Linked DNA regions of Mus musculus: region 2 is linked to region 1. The links are chromatin contacts, called in public Hi-C maps. All regions are on one chromosome and are shown on one strand. The core of a region is the stretch at or near the end of the contact, and the rest is flanking DNA. Distances in the headings are between cores, read along the strand shown. Region 1 overlaps Taok3 (TAO kinase 3). Region 2 overlaps Ksr2 (kinase suppressor of ras 2).

Region 1 (2,695 bases), core at 121-2,620:
CAGTTTATAATCAAATTACTCAGTTTCTCATTCTGGTGTGACTTGCAAATGCAGAAATGAAACAGAAGCTTCAGGGGCTAATTGTCCCAGACACCACTGAGTTAGCCTGGGAGGTTTTTTTTTCCCCTTGTCTCTCACGGCTTGTGTCACAAGCCTGCACGCTCCACTTTATTTTGAGCTGTGGAGTAACGCTGCCTATCTCCACAGGGGGCCTGTAGTATCACCACCTCACACAACAAGCCTGAGGTGTGACCTTCTGAGGCTCTGCCCTGCTAGCCCTGCATTAAATCTGCAGGGAACTTGAAGCCTGGATGTGTGTGGTGGGGAGGGAGGGAGGGAGGCTGTCCCTAAAGAAGGGAAAAGATGCTGAAAACAGGAAAACAGTGGAAAAGAGCAAAGATAAATGTGACCCTACACACTGTAGGGTCAGGGGTGTAGCTCAGTCAGGAAAATGACTGCTTTAACACGCATGAAGGGGTTTTCTCGTCAGCACCACATAAACGGGAAGTGGCCGTACAGCTCTGTAATCCCAGCAGTTGGGAGGTACAGGCAGGAGGACCGGGAGATCAAGGTTAAGGGTACACAGTGAGTTCCAGGCTGGTAAGGCTATAAGAGACTCCATCAGGAGAAAGAGAGTAGGGCTTTGAAACCCATGAACGGGATCAGAGATGATGCGGCTGGTAAAGGCACTCGTTAGCAAACCTGATGACCTGGGTTTGTCTTGAGGAAGACAGGCTGGAGGGAGAGAACAGATCCCTGCAAGTTGTCCTCTGTCCGCCACAGGCGTGCCATGGCCCCCACTCCCCACCTACACTAAATAAACAGCAAAAGCAAACAAGCCATCAGATAAAACTCACATATAAATTAAACTTACTTTTAGATTTAGTTATTTTATGCGTATGGGTGTTTTCCCTGTCTGTGTGCTGTGTGCATGTCTGGTGCCCACAGAGGCCAGAAGAGGGCTCCAGATCTTCCAGGACTGGGGTCCCAGATGGTTGTGAGGCGCTATGTAGGTGGTAGGAATCTGACCTGGGCCCTTGGCATACTAGTTGGTGCTCTTACCCACTGAGCCAGCTCTGCAGCCTCCTGCCTGTAAACTAGGAGGGAGGGTGAGGCACTGCAGAGGGAAAGGGGAGGGAGGCCGCCCCACAGGGTTTCACTTCCAGGCTTGGGTCAACAGCAACTGCTTTGCTGGGCTGAAGGAAACCCTTCCACGGCTGAGTTGACAGGACAGGAATGACTCTACAGCCCAGTCATCTGGGGCTGGGATTTAGGGAAATGAAAACCAAAACTCTAGATGAAAGTGGCCAGATCACACAGCGAGCGAGCAAGCCAGCGAGCGGGCAACTGGACAGAGTTAAAGACACTCTGTTGGGTGACTCAGCCCGGGGGTATTTACCCAGGCTGCCCTCCCAGTCATCTCTGCCCTTTCACAGAGCATTTGCCAAAACCTTCCTGTTGCTAGGCCTTGCTCCTCAAATGAGTCAGCCAGGGGTTGGACCCACAACCAGGCTCAGAAGGAAGTTCTAGGCTCTTCCAAGGCTGAAATTTGCAAATTACCCAGCTGTGACATTTGAATTTCTAGCACCTAGACACACACACACACACACACACACACACACACACACACACACATATTTTGTATCTGTCACTCTGAGCATGTTTCATTCACAAGTCTGTGTCATGTAGGAAATCTAGGTTATTGTCCAAAGGGCTTATTAAATCAAATGCAAAATCAGTGCCCCCCCCCACCTTTTTTTTTTTTTTTTGCATTTAAAGAAATCCTTTAAGCCTGCAGGCTACTGGTATAGCCCTTACCTCCTGTCACAGTTAGCTTCAGCTGTCAACTTGACATAAACCTAGAGTCACCTGGGATGAGGAAGCCTCAAGTACAGAACTGCCTCCATCAGACTGGACTATGGGCATGTCTGTATGGCATTTTCTTGATTGCTAATTGATGTAGGGATGTAGGAAGACACAGCTCTTTATAGGTCGAGCCACCTCTCTACAGTGGGCTCAGGCCAGACCAGAAAGCTACCTGAGCAAGGCAGGAGGCAGCCTTCCCAAGCTCCCTGCCTTGCCTTGCTTAGATGATAGGCTGCGACCTAGGAGAAACTCAGTGTTTTACTCCCCTGGATTGCTTGTGGTCACGACGGTGTTAATCACAGTCGTGGAGGATAAACATGGACTTCTCGTTAGCTACATGAGAACCTGGATTCGGTCCCCAGCTCTGCAGAAGATAAAATAACAATCTTTACAAAGTGCTGTGCAGATAGACACCTGCAATTAAAACACAGCCAATCAAGAAACAACTAAAAAAAAAAACAAAAACAAAAAAACCTACATTACACATGGAAATGATGTGTAAACTGAGAGAAAAATAATCGGCATAGAACTTCCATGTTATCTGGGATTTCAGTGACATTGGTTTTAAATTTTTATTTTTAAAAGCGTGGCTTTGCTGGGCAGTGGCGGCACACGCCTTTAATCCCACCACTCAGGAGGCAGAGGCAGGCAGAGTTCAAGGCCAGCCTGCTTTACAGAGTGACTTTCCAGGACAGCCAAGGGTATACACAGAGAGACCCTGTCTTGAAAAAACAAAGAAACTAACAAATACACCAAAACAAAACAAATCAACAATTAAAAAAATAAAACAAAACCAAATAACCACAAAAGCAAGGCTCAAGCTACCATT
Region 2 (2,695 bases), core at 139-2,638, 330 kb before region 1:
CTTTTGAATGTGTTGGCATGCTGATGTAGGGGTCACATTATGGGAAGTGTATTAGAAAGGAGGAAATGAAGGCCGGGGTGCTAGACTCCCACGCTAAAGTCACACAACCAAAGCAGGGCCAGGATCTGATCTTGGGACATCTAATGTTCTCTCTGGGGTCCTCTCCTTGCTTCTCCACTGAAACAGTCACATGGTAAACACCTTTGGTGGCTTCGCCCCGCCCCGTGGCCTCGTCCTACCTGGTGGCCTAGTTGAATTTTAGGTCATCCTCAATTCAAGTCCTCGCAGAGCTAATGTGGAAAAATTAGTTTAAAGGGTCCACCTTCAAATTACAGCAAGGCTGGTCCAAGGGTGCACACTCTCTGAGGCCCTGCAAGGGTCACAGGTGCAGTTCCAAGCAAGGCAGGGAGCCTAGGGTGCAATTCTCCATCTGCACACCAGAGGGAAGCCTGGCACCTCACACAGCAAATGGAAATTGTCTGCAGGCCCAGACTCCAAACCAAGCATCCCCCGCACCTTATTACTGTATTCCGCATTAGCACGATGGTAAATTTAGCAGCATAAACACACACACCAAAAAAAAAAAAAAAAAATTAAAAGTCAAGACATGTGACAGCTCTAAAAATAACCGCGTCTCAAATCCCTAAGCAGGAAACTTTTCACTCGGTACCTAAACTAAGACGAACTACAGAGACCTGTAGGAAATACACAGGCGTTTGGTTTGGTCCTGCTCAAAGCCATGTCACATCTCGCTAAAAAAAAAAGAGGCGTCTGGAAAAATAGGGAGGGTGCGGGGAACACTGAAGAGGGGTTGCCCTGGATCCTCCAAGCCTGTGTGAACTTCCCAGCCAGCCTGGGCTGGGGCTCATTTCACGCCCCGATTTCACGCCCCGAGGTACATGTGGGGCTCATTTCACGCCCCGAGGTACGTGTGGGACAACGTCATACAGCTAGCATGCAGGCAGCCCTTGAACAGTCCATTCCTGCAGCCTCGAACTGCCTGAAACCACAGGATCTGACTTTGCACTTGTCGCTCCTATCATCTGGAGGCAATCCTAGCAGCGATGTGACCCTCCCACCCTGCAGAGCTCTCCCTTCCAAATTAGGCCCACCCAGTTACGCACGCACACCCCCACGTCCTTATCACGGATGATCTTGTTTACTGGTTTCCATGGTTACACCTCCCCACCACCACACCCCCATCAGCCGGTGCGGGTTTTCTGCCCGTGTTCCCTGGCATTTAGACAAAACGCACATCGCTGGAAATGGCCACCAGACCTCCAGAAATAAAACCCTGAGTTCTTTCTCAAAGTACAGCCTGGGCAGGACTGGCGGGATCCCTGGCCGTGTAGCCAAGGCTCTAAGGCTGTCAAACCCGCCTGGGTAATGAAATCACTGCACCCAGAAGCCTAAGGCCATCCTGCGGTTGCCAGGGCGACCATTGTCATAACACCCCTGCACGAGGGGCCAGCTGACAGGAGAGAGAACTGTCTGACTGAGAAGGTTTCAAACAACCGGGTCTATTGCATCTAGAGGCGAGGTCCTTGCTGAGGAGAACCCTGGGTCTTCTGCCCTGACTGGAGCCCAAGGCATGGGGGACCCCAGGGTGCAGTCAGTCAGGGGCAGTCAAGGGATGTAGAACATCCCATTGCCCACTGATTTGTGCTGAGGATAGCTGACAGCCATCTCTCTTTCTCTCCCTCTCCCTCTCCTCCATCCTCTCTCTCTCTCTCTCTCTCTCTCTCTCTCTCTCTCTCTCTCTCTCTCTCTCCCTCCCTCCCACCCCACCCCATGGAGTCCAGAAGAGAGCTCTGGAGCTAGAGGTAAACAGGTCAATATAAATTCTGGGAATTGGATACAGGCAATCTGCCCTTAACCACAAAGCCATATCTCCAGCGCCAACTTTGTCTCTATCTTTCCTCTTACTGTTAAGGAACATTACAAAGAGCCAAAGGTTCACAGTATAGACACTCAGTTCCCCGGTATTTCTTCCAGGAACATTATTACACTCTTTATATGTTTTGGAGACAGGTCTTGTGTAGCCCAGGCTGGCCTCAAACTCACTATGTAGCCGAGGGTGATGCTGAACTCTGGATCCTCCTGTATGCTTAGACATACAGATGTGGCAACGCCTCATGTCATTTGTGCTGTGCTGGGGATGGAACCCAGGGCTTCATGCAGGCCAGGCAAGTGCTCTACCCACTGAGCTACATTCCCCAGCATCAATGTTATTATAATATTAACGTTTATGTTATAACAGCCTGATGCCATAATATGGTTATGCTTATAATGTAATATAGAGTCGTGCATTCATGAGTTTGAAATATAACCATATCTCTATTAAATTTGCAGCAAAATTGACACTTGTTGATTTTGACATACTTGCTGTATCTACTAGTCTATTGATAACCATGCTATTAATTCATCAACTATTATTTAAAAATAATCTAGTCATGGTTGAATTCATAGCTATAAGGCTTACAGTGTGCCAGGCACTGGGATAAACACTTTACTAATACCAAATTTGATTGTCATACTTTGTACCTTAAGGGTTGAGCGAAGAGAGCAGAGGCACTGAGTAACCACTGAACCGCCCAAGGCCATGAGCCTAGCTAATGGGACATAACTGCCCCAAGCCTGTTCTGTCCCTGAGTGTCAGACTCTGCTCGCTAGGGCACCCCCACCCCAGGGATCT

What was found. A called contact is a pair of places that touch in the nucleus more often than the background predicts.
Region 2: a Hi-C map of muscle stem cells shows a contact between it and region 1, with 3 times the contacts expected there. The contact joins two enhancer-like sites. A contact is called at or near these places in 4 of 484 Hi-C or Micro-C datasets (the N1E-115 cell line, muscle stem cells, nephron progenitors and 1 more) and 4 of 115 datasets of contacts at active chromatin or transcription factors (astrocytes, bone marrow-derived macrophages, embryonic basal ganglia and 1 more).

Annotation. Positions count from the first base shown.
Region 1 is chr5:117,157,391-117,160,085 of GRCm38.p6, reverse strand. All of the region lies in intron 1 of Taok3 (TAO kinase 3), which reads right to left. Among named protein-coding and RNA genes, the nearest start is that of Taok3, 39 kb to the right of the region's middle. Within about 2 kb of position 1,370, at least 201 of the 459 cell types and tissues checked have an H3K27ac peak or open chromatin away from gene starts, as enhancers often do. A contact at or near this core is called in muscle stem cells, where this site is marked.
Region 2 is chr5:117,491,919-117,494,613 of GRCm38.p6, reverse strand. All of the region lies in intron 1 of Ksr2 (kinase suppressor of ras 2), which reads right to left. Among named protein-coding and RNA genes, the nearest start is that of Gm42013, 8.9 kb to the right of the region's middle. Within about 2 kb of position 1,388, at least 72 of the 459 cell types and tissues checked have an H3K27ac peak or open chromatin away from gene starts, as enhancers often do. A contact at or near this core is called in muscle stem cells, where this site is marked.